Regions from separate parts of the Capra hircus genome. Here region 1 is linked to region 2. The links are chromatin contacts, called in public Hi-C maps. All regions are on one chromosome and are shown on one strand. The core of a region is the stretch at or near the end of the contact, and the rest is flanking DNA. Distances in the headings are between cores, read along the strand shown. Region 1 overlaps ATXN7L1 (ataxin-7-like protein 1). Region 2 has its middle 65 kb from the start of SYPL1.

What was found. A called contact is a pair of places that touch in the nucleus more often than the background predicts.
Region 1: a contact with region 2 is called in a Hi-C map of blood, with 5 times the contacts expected there. The contact joins two enhancer-like sites. A contact is called at or near these places in 3 of 5 Hi-C or Micro-C datasets (all in blood).

The regions. Positions count from the first base shown.
Region 1 is chr4:73,460,039-73,465,327 of ARS1.2, forward strand. All of the region lies in intron 3 of ATXN7L1 (ataxin-7-like protein 1), which reads left to right. Among named protein-coding and RNA genes, the nearest start is that of ATXN7L1, 120 kb to the left of the region's middle. Within about 2 kb of position 3,898, at least 2 of the 5 cell types and tissues checked have an H3K27ac peak or open chromatin away from gene starts, as enhancers often do.
Region 2 is chr4:73,180,063-73,185,926 of ARS1.2, forward strand. No RefSeq gene overlaps it. Among named protein-coding and RNA genes, the nearest start is that of SYPL1, 65 kb to the left of the region's middle. Within about 2 kb of position 1,614, at least 1 of the 5 cell types and tissues checked has an H3K27ac peak or open chromatin away from gene starts, as enhancers often do.

The sequences.
Region 1 (5,289 bases), core at 2,648-5,147, 280 kb after region 2:
ACAAATGAGCCCAACATTTAGCATCATAAAATAAACAATATTTATGGTCAAGATGTGGAAGTGGCTTAATTGGGTGGTTCTGGCTCAGAGTCTCTCATGAGGTTGCCACCAGGCTGTCGTTCAAAACTGCTGTCGTCTGAAGGCTTGGGGGTGTGAGCAGACCCACTTCCCAGGTGGTTCAGTCACCTGGCTGTTGGCCAGAGGCCTTGGTCCCTCGCTCTCAGCACCTTAGGCCTCCCCCTCGGGCTGCTGACCGTGCAGAGGCTCACTGCCCTCAGAACCAACAACCTGAGGACCAGGAAGGGGAGTCAAAATGCCATTGATGAGCTCATCTCAGAAGCGAGTCACTGTCAGTCACCCCTGCTTGATTCCGTCCTTTAGGAACGAGTCACGATGCCCAGCCCACATGTGAAAGGAGGGTGGCGAGGCTCCACCTCCTGAAGGAGTGCCACCACAAAGAGAAAGCCCCATTCATCCTCCTCTTGCTGGGTCAGGAGAACACCAGGGTGATTGCTAAAGGGCCTTTGCTGAAAGGCGGTGGGAGCTTTCCAAAGGAGCTGGTGGGAGCCAGCTCTGGGGGTTTTGCCTGACTGAGTTGAGGACAGGTTGGGGGGGGAGGGGAAGAGGCATTCGAAACGCTCTGTGGGCTTTGATCCCACTGTCCTGTAGGTGCCACGCAGGCCCCTTCTCTCTCACTTAGAAAGGAATGAAGCCACCTCTGAGTCCCAAGGCTCAGGCTTGGTTCCAGAGAAGAGTTAGGAGGGGCTGGCTGCTTAGAACCAACTCTGCACTGATGAGAGAACAATACACAGCATGCTGTGTCTCCTTGTAGATGGTCTGCCCACCAGGTCCCCAGAAGGGGAAGAACAGGTGTCTCAGGCTGCAGTGGTGTTCTGGAATAAAGAGGAGCTTCCGAGCTGTGCCTCTCAGCTATGAGGTTTGGGAGGCAGGGGGTGTTATGTAGCAGGAGGGGGAAAAACCTTGTTCCTTTTTACTGAATTGATCCCACTCAGGATAATGGCTCAGTACCACCAGGTGTGACAGTGGCCAGCCCTTTGTGGCTGTGGCTCCTGGGTACCACACAGATAACTTCCCATGAGGGCGAGGACAGATGCTTACGCAGCCACCCCAGCTCCGTAAGTGGATTCCGCTTAGCTGTCTGCTCTTGAGGATGCGGAACTGTTGGTGGTCATATTGTACTATGTCTCTTCTTATCTCCCCCATCATCCCCAGGGAATAAGCTAATCAAACTTGCTGATGATTTTACACTGAGAAGGAGATAGCTAATAACTTGGATGACAAGTATTAGAATACAATGTGATGTGGATAAATTGGGTCCATGTATTAAGGGCTATAAAATGAGATTCCATCAAGGCATGAATAATGGTGCCTGTGGAAAGAATTAATCAAATACCCCATTAAAAGGTATAGGAATTCTGGTCAGATAGCCCCTGTTTAATTACACTCCTGCCCCCCGCCCCTACTTCATTCCCCCGAAGCTGCTTTCTACTAGGAAATATATGGAAAAGAGTTGAAAGGAAAGAATAGAAAAATGGGGACATACGTTTTGATAGAACGAGATCACGAAGACAGATTTAAAGTAACCAGTGTTTAATTTAGGGGGAAAAAAAGGCAATTGGCATGAATAATCATTTACAAATGTAATTTCCAAAGGAGCCCTGTTGATACCATTCAGCAAATGCCAACAAAGCATTTACTTTCTAAAGGGAGAAAGCAAGACAAGAGAAATGAAGGCATCTTCAGGAATGGACCAGAGGACATCCAAGCCATAGAGAAGAAGCAGATGTGAATGAATGATACAGAAGATAGACTCAACTTCTGAAAGATCTCAGAGAACTGGCATTGCCTGGAGAAGGCTTCCTGGAAGAGGAGACTCCCGCCGAGCCCCAAAGTGTGGACAAGCTTCCATGTACTGCAAATTCGTGAGCACATTCTGGTGGCAGGGTTTAGGGAGAAAATGGGCTGGAGCAGAACAGGGGGCACCCATGGGATTCCTCTCTCCATGTCCACCACCACCACCACCCTGGTCCAAGCTATCATCACCTCTCGCCTGGACAACTGCAAAAGCCCGCCAGCTGTTTTTCCCTGCTTCCACTCTTGTTCCTCTGCAATTCATTCTGCACACAGAAGTGAGAACCAGAAAAGTTAATCATATCATTCTCCTGCCTTGTGTCTTCCCATTGCTCTGAAGCTAAAAGTAAAAACCATTATCATGGCTACAAAGTCTTGTGTGGTCTGAACTACATCCTGTGCCGGGCTTCCTTTCAGTCTCTCTGTGCCAGTCAAACTGGCCTTCAAAATCTCAGCACACTGGGTATTCCTGCCAGGGGGCCCTTGCACATGCTTTTCCTTCTCTGTGTATGATTTTCTTTCATCCCCTCTTCCTGAAACTGACTCATCCTTCAGAATGCATTTTAATGATTACCTCCTCTTAGAAGACTTCCTGATTGTCGTAACTTGGTCCACTCTCCCTCATACCTTAAAAAAAACATTTGTGGTGTGAACTTATAATTCATGTCGCCCCTCCTAGGCCACAATGGGCTTCCCTGGTGGCTCAGTGGTAAAGAATCCACCTGCCAATGCAGGAGACACTGGTATGATCCCTGGATCGAGAAGATCCCATGGAGAAGGAAATGGCAACCCACTCCAGTATTCTTGCCCGGGAAATCCCATGGACAGGGGAGCCTGGCAGGCTGCAGTCCATGGAGTTGCAAAAGAGTTGGACACAACTTAGCAACTAAATAATAACAACAGGGCTACAGGCTCTGTGAGAGTAGGAATCCAGACTTTGAACTGTTATTCCACAGTTTTAATAACAAGGCATTGAATAGGTATCATGACATTTCATTAGGAATAATGAGACTAGTTTAGAAATTCTACTTGACCAGTCACTATGTAAGAGAGTACCATTGTGAATTACTGGCAAGAAAAACCTGAATTCATGTCCAGACTCTGCCACCTGCTGGCTATGCTGGTATGAGTAAATCCCAGATCCTTTCAGAGCCTGTTTCTTCCTCTAAAGTGGAGGTACTAACAGCCACTTCACATGGTTGTAGCAAGAAATTAGTAAAATAATATAAAAACATTTTCAACTGTAAAACCAGGCACAAAGATGCCCTGTCATTTTGCTCATGCGTGGTATATTGGGTCATTAAACATCTGTAAGATGGATGGATGGATGGATGGATAGATGGATGGGTGAACAGATTATCAGTTATAGAACCAATACATGAGCCAAGAAGGGAACCTGGCGGAAGGACAGTATGCTGGAAGCCAAAAGAGGAGAGAATTTTTCAAAAAGTAGGAGGAGTCTTTTGATTGCCCAGAATATCACATACAGTAGAGCAGGCAAGAAGAATGAGGGGGGAAAGAACCATTTACTCTGAGTAGAAGGAAGTCAGTGATGACCTGAGGGCGTGTCCTCCTCAACCCTTTCTTATTGTGGGTGCTTTCAGTGACATGCCTTATTTGTAAATCACTCTGCTGATTTTTAATCTTTTTGGGGGAAATCAAATTGGTTCGCATATACAGCAGAGCTGGCCAGATTACTCCAGCTGCTGCCAGCAGGCGCTGACAAGTGAAGAAGGGAACGTCAGAGGATAAGAAAATACGCTAAACACTTAACTTTAATAAGGCCTTGAAAACACTGGTATTTAATAAATTGCCATGGATAATCTGGTTTCAGTTTCAAGGGTTGTTTCACTTTTTACTCCCTGTCTTATGGTCAGAATAGGGCTGTATGTGTAGGCAGGGACCGGTGGTGTGAGCTCTGACAGCAATTGTTCATTCCTATGTGCATTTTTCTGTCCCTGTGATGACACCTCACTTTCTACCACAACCATCCATGCAGAGTAAGTCACTGTAAAACACACACACACACACCCCCTAGCTGAGTTCCTGTCCTTTTGATTGGCTGTTTCTGCATCGTGGTAGGGCTTGGGCTCACCTTCCGGCCAGGCCCTGATCCAGCCAGTCTGTTTGTCCAGAAATAAAGGATAAGATCACCAGTGCTTCAGACAGAAGAGTGTGATGGCTCACAGCCCAGCTGCTTCATCTAGGGCCTGCTGTCGCCTAGCTTAGATCTCAAGTGTAGAGGATGGCTATAATCATGCTTCCTCGGAGAGGTGGTGTGAAGATTAAATGCCATAATGCATGTAACATGCTTAGGTTGAGCCCAACCCAGCCTTAGAAGTGAGTTAATAGAAACCCAGAAGTCATGATAGATTTAACCCCTTTTCCAAGATCTCCTCTATCTTTGAGCATCGCTGCTGAGCCCCAGCCTGGCTGCCCTTGAGGAATTTCCCATGGTGGATATTTCATACAGCAAATAGCTCTTAGAGGCTGGAATTAGAAATCTTGAGGAGTTCATGAAGGACTTTTGGGGTGAGCCTGGGGTGGGAATGGGGCAGGGCCAAGAAAAGGGTTCAGGAAAGAACTCAGCTGAATTCCTAGTGATCCAGAGATGAGGCCTGGAAGAGAAGCAGAAGCCAGCCAGGAAGGCAAGCAGTTAGACCTGAAACATCTGAGTAACACTGTCACAGAGCCCCAGCAGGAAAGAATTCCAAGGAGTATCAAACACTTTAGAAAGGTAAACTAGATAATAACTAAGCAAAAAAAGTTTTTGAGTCATATTTGCCTTTTCAGTGAATTCAGATTAATTTAGTTTGGGGAATTTTAAAGACACACATTGTAATCATTGGAAATACCCTAGAGCGTTGTAAAAACCAGGGTTGGAAATCACTTTACCCTCTGTATGCTAAGAGTAAAAATCAATCTTGCAAGCAGATTTTAAAAACTCCTGAGCCCGGGAAAGAAATCAACCTGGCTGTCAAATCTACGCTAAGTCCTGTTCCTGATTATCTCCTCCCACCCCCCCGCCACCCTCTGGCTCCTTCTCTGCACTGTTGGCAGGAAGGATACACATTCCTGATTTCTTTCACAAATACAGTCCCTAAAAGAACCAGAGGAAGCATGGAGAATATAGAACCAGAATGGGATCAGTTAAGTCCTCTGCCTAATTTCTTTTGTCAACCCCCACCCCACCCCCGCCCACTGTTATTTAGGCCCCTTTTGTGGCTTTACAACCAACGCTGTCTGTGAAGTTTCAAAGGCCAACTGGGTTTGAAGAGTACTTTGACTTTTTTTGTTGTTATTGTTATCTCTTGTCTTAAAAAAAAAAATTGTTGAAGTATAGTCAATTTACAATGTTGTATTAGTTTCAGGTATACAGTAAAGTGATTCAGTTATACACACATATATAGATATATT
Region 2 (5,864 bases), core at 364-2,863:
AGGGTGACAGTATACAGCCTTGACGTACTCCTTTCCCAATTTGAACCAGTCATTGTTCTATGTCCAGTTCTACCTGTTGCTTCTTGACCTTCATACAGGTTTCTCAGGAGGCAGGTAAGGTGGTCTGGTATTCCCATCTCTGTAAGAATATTCCACAGTTTGTTGTGATCCATGCAGTCAAAGGCTTTAGCATAGTCAGTGAAGCAGAAGTAGATGTTTTTCTGGAATTCTCTTGCTTTTTCTATGACTCAACAGATGTTGGCAATTTGATCTTTGGTTCCTCTGCCTTTTCTAAATCCAGCTTAAACATCTGAAATTTTTGGTTCACATACTGTTGAAGCCTAGGTTGGAGAAATTTGAGCATTGTTTTGCTAGCATGTCAAATGAGTGCAATTGTACGGTAGTTTGATTATTCTTAGGTATTGCCCTTCTTTGGGATTTGAATGGAAACTGACCTTTTCCAGTCCTGTGGCCACTGCTGAGTTTTCCAAATTTGCTGGCATATTGAGTGCAGCACTTTAACAGCATCATCTTTTAGGATTTGAAATAACTTATTTCCCCAGGGCCATGAGCTCACCTGAAGACAGGGCCATCTACTTTACTCAGTGAGAAATGCTAGTTATCTCAAAGACTTCAGAAAAAGCCCAGCAACCCTGTAGAATTGTCCATTTCTGGGAGACTAAGAGTCATAAAGCAGGCAGTGATATGCTGGGTGTTGAGGTCAAGCTAGGCTGGGCTTGTCAGAGAGACAGATGAAGAGGACTGTCTCAGGAGCATCACCATAAGCAGCCACAGCTCCTTCCCTTGTGTGGTCACCACTTAAAGAAATTCCTCCCCACGGCTCCTTGGAGACTCCTGCCCTTTGGCTTTGTGCCTCCAGGCTTGTGGTGGCATTAAAAGTGCTGCTCCTTGTCACTAGGCTCTTGTGGTTCTAAGTGTGGTGGAAGCAGCTCTGAGGAGTGACTAGATCCCTCATCCTGGGGTCCTGCCACGTGGGTCCTATCTGAATTCTTGCCCTCAGAAACTGGATTTGAGGAAATCCCATAACATGAGTTAAGGAAAACTGGGGAGAGGGAAAGCTCAAGAGGCCAAAGGACAGCCCCAAGACACAGGCAGATATTGTCACATTCCCCCATCCTGTTATCATTCCTGGTATCAGAGTGAATGGCTCACAGGGTTCACCAAGTCGCTGAAGGAAGACACATGCTCCTGGGCTCCAGGCAGAGGAGATGTGCAGGCATTACCCGGAGCATTGTGATGCCTCCAGCGAGGCGGTGGTAGAGAGGAAGCCTCAGTCTGCATGAACATGAGCTTGGGTGTAGCCCCTCCTGCTGGGAGAGGAGGCTTGGTACCAGCTAGCTGACCAATGCCACAATGCAGAGAGAGCTTCCAGGGACTCATTCCAGGGCTTCCGCCCTTTGCACTGTGACCTGTGGGCAGCTGCACACTCATTAGCATTCATGTCTGCCTCTGGCACAGCCCACTGAACACCAGCCAGCTGGCTGAGACCCTTCGTGTGCAAAGAGAGTCTGTGTCGTGCAAGAGTTCGGATAGTCTTGCGTGTGTACTGACGGCCTCAGCTATAACTGCCGCTCACACCAAGAGCTGAGACTCTGTGACTGGACTCACGCCAGTCTTTGCAACGTGCACTTGGAGTAGACCGGGAGAAGCCAGAGCAGGAGACAGAGCAGCTTTCCCTTGCTGCTCTCACCGAGATTTGGTTATGACATTTCATTCTGTGTTGTTCTATCATTTTATTTTCTTGAGGTGAAACAAACATCTGGTGCACAGATCTTCATACATTTTAAATGCCTCTCCCAGCCTCTGCACTGTTGTAACGCCGCCCCTTTCCTTCCCGCATGTTCATTTGAATATGAACTTAATGGACGCTAAATAAGCCAGCAGAGTTGCTGTTTTTCATGCGGTTGAGCAGATGTGTTTCTGAGGAAATGTGCTTGTATGGGCAACCTGAGCCTCTCCACCCAGACAGACCACAGGCACAGCCAGCCTCTGGCACCCAGGAGAGTGCTCCAGCCACCTATCTGGGGGAATTGAAAGTGTAAATGGCACCCAGCCCCCTCTGTAAAGTTTCCTCCTCCCCCCACCCTCTCCCTTCCTCTGTATGCTAAGGACCCTGGGGTTCTTCAGTAAGGAAGGGACGGCCCCTGCCCTCGAGTGGTACCGACCAGTCCAGTGCTGAAAAAATCATCTGTCCTCAACAGACTTGATGGATTAAAAGCAGGGATTGATCTTTCAAGTTCCACCCTAAGTTCCAGCACTTTAGGAGATTCCTGGAAAAGCAGGACAGGCTAGGGAATGCTCCGGGTTGACTCATCCTCGGGTTGAAAAATTCTTGCCTGAAGTCTGACATTCCGTGTCTAAGACTTGAGAAGACTCATGGAGGTTCTTGAGGGCAGCTAAAAGCTAGAGCAATCACCTGGGCTGGCTTTGTCCCCTCTCCCCGACAAAGGACTGTTGCTGAAGCTGTGTTGTGATGGACCCTGGTGTGTGTGTGTGTGTGTGTGTGTGTGTGTGTGTGTATGTGTGTGTGTGTGTGTGTGTGTGTGTGTTGCTCAGTTGTATCTGACTCTTTGAAGCCCCATGGACTATAACCTTCCAGGCTCCTCTCTGTTCACAGGATTTTTTCAGGCAACAATATTGGAGTGGGTTACCATTTTCCTCCTCCAGGGAATCTTCCCGACCCAGGGATAGAACCCTCATCTCCTTCACTCCTGAATTGCAGGCCGATTCTTTACCTGCTGAGCAGTCAGGGAGGCCACATGCAACCTGGGCTCAGGCACAGAGCAGCCACAAGCTGGGTGTGGGCTTTCAGGGTGTCTGTCTTCCCAGTCAGGCAAGGGTTCCCAGTATCAGGTGCAGCTGGATGTGGGAGAGAGACAGAGCTCCCAGACTGAGCCTGGCCCTGCTTGCTCTAGTCACCTAGCCCTCTCTGGACTTTCCTCTCCTCATCTACATGGCAAAGGGGTTGAAGCAGCTGACCTCAAAGCTATTCAGATTTAAAACTCCACAGGGAATTTTCTCTCCTCTAAACTCTGCCCACCCCATAGAATTGTTCTGTGACTGGCCCGAGGGGCATCAAAGCCCTGCAAACTGCAAAGCGCTGGACACACCAGCCTTTCCAGGGGCGATGATTCTGGGAGCCCTGTTTGGTCCAGAAATCCTCCCAGATACTGTTCTTAATGGGTTTGCCAGACTCTTAGATCAGCGATTTAACAAAAGCCTGGCTGAGCCCGGATTAGGTTTCTGGGAGCCAGGACCTGGGGGGCCTGTCCGGTTGAGCCACTTTCTCAGAGCCACGTGACTCTCACAGACCAGGAGGCAGGCGAGGTGGGGGCCCCTCCCCCGTGTCTGTCCCCTGCTCTGAAGTCCTGTGCACAGTGACATCGAGCAGCAGTGCACCTAAAAGGAACCCCGACTGAAGAGTGGTGGGCCACTCACGCCTACCGGTGGTCAGCACACTTCCCGCACAGTGAGGGGCCCCAGTCCAGACTGGCAGGTTCCATGTTGGCTGTCACGTTTGGCCATCTTCTCTGGAACCCATGACATTGCCCCCAGGGAGGCAGGAGGAACAGATCTGTGAAGAGAACCCTGTAGTGGCTGCTATGATGTATGATGTTTCTGCCACCTTTACCTAGAAGAGCTTCAAAGTGCAGGCAGCCCCAGGAGGTTTCTAGGGGAAGTTCTGGTGTCTCCTTGGAAAATCCCACTTAGCTGGAAAAACAAAAAACAAAAACAGCAGGGTGTTTACCGCTTACACGTGCAAGATCTTGTTTAACTCGCACACTTCTCCATGGGGCAAAATTACAGCATCGTCATCCCCATCTTACAGGGTAGGAAACGGAGCACAAAAATGTTAAATGACTTACTCAAGGTCACAAATGTTTGGCCCCAAGTATATCCAATATCAGAGCGCATGCCCTTAACCACTAAGCCACATCTCCTCCAGAGTGGGAAGAAGTCACCTTGGTTTGTCCACATAGACCAGAGGCCACTTTTGACTTGAGATACTGTTTGGCAGCCAAGGTAGAAAGAGTCCTTGGTTGGTGAATTAAATACACAATGAACAAAGACCCCACAACTTTGGAGAAATGAGCTACTAAGGCAACTTCAGATACAACAAGGAATTAGACTTTACTGATGGTGTCCTAGACCTTGAAGCAGTCAGTCCAGGGGGAGAGGGTGCACCCCTGGTTTAATATCTTAGCCCAACCAGAGTCAATGTCAGGCCAGGGGAAACTCCGTGTTGAAGTAGGGGGCGCTCTGGTGCAGCCCACCCTTCTCACCAGATTCCTTCCCATTGTCAAGCCTATTAGTTATGGATTTTTTTTTTTTTTTTAACTAAGAAGGGAGGCAGCCTAGTATTTTTCAATTTGCTGAAAAATCACACGGTGAGTTAATGCTAGAGCTTGCAGCACTCCATATGTGTGGCTGGTCAGAGATGGACCTCCCAGGTATGAACCTTTGGTTTTTTGAAAGCACTTTGGCTCAAAGCTGGATGTTCTGGAGTTGGCCTTAGTGGGCTGATGCCATACCACAGACTAAGCTAGGAACAAGTGAGATACCAGCACATGGCTATTCACAGCCCTCTCCCAGGGACAGGGGAAGTAGGCCTTCATCAGGCTTAGGGAAAGAAGTTGAGAATGTTCACATCTCTAAAGGCACTCGACCCACAATGAGGGTAGCAGCTGGGAGCTCTGTGTCAAGGGAAAGGGGTGTTTAAATCCAGGCTCTCTCCTCAGAGTTTCTCAAACCCAGTTAACCTTTTGGCTTATAGGAAATTAAAGCTGACAACTTTCAGAGACAGCCAGTGCATGTGATGCAGCAAGAATAGAGGTACTGAACCTGAAGCCAGCCAGTTCTTCACAGTTATTATTAGCATCCACGTCCCTCATCATTATGATTTTATTCTGTTATTTATAGGACAGGAGAAGTTACCAGACACATTGATCATGGGAGTGATCAAACACACCATTCCTGGCCAAGAACACTGCCGTGGTCATAGCCTCCAAGGAGAGAAGCGTCCTCAAGGCATTGCTCATCCAGACTTTGCTGTGTTTTGACCACACCATCCTTTGGCCACGTGTGATTGGACAGAGGAGGATGCTTGGCCCAGGACCTCCGTGCATGGACTGACTGGTATTGTCAGATGTGGTCCAGCTGGATCAAAGATCATTCAAGTTAGATCTTTCTATCTTCGGGAGTTGATTTTGGAAATGAAGAGAAAACGAGCCAGCTGGTAGCGGGACAAGAATCATGAAGATACACTTAGAAGAGGGGTGTGAAGATTGTCATCACTGAGTCACGCTTATGCTGGAAATCCAGGACCAATGGTTCTGAACCCAAACGCCTGTGCACACGGGCTGGCAGCTACCCTCACAGGTGGGTACCATATTGTGTTCAAGGTGGAGGATGTACCTTTTGTTGTAACTGAAGATATATGTTGTTACAACAGTGCACCTCAGACAGAGTGTTGAGAGAAGCGCTTCAACATGTAGAATGGGAGAATCCCAAATGGGCACATTGTATGGGAGAGATGTGAGAGGTAGAGCATGCTGATAAGCACGGGCAAAGGAACCTCGTGTTTCCTAGGGTGTATGCAAACTTGGTTTTGTGAGTACAGAGCACAGTTGGGGCCATAGCAGTTATCCTCAAATGAAAACACAGGCTTGAAGAGTAATCAAGTGAATGATATAAGTGGGGATGTAATTTAATCCCTTTGAAGCCTTGCCAAAAATTCTAGTGTTTGAACGTGCACCATGGAATTAGTCAGGACCCTTTTAGTTTTAAGTGACAAAGACTGAACTCAAATTAACTTACAAGGGAATTCATGGCTCATATAATTA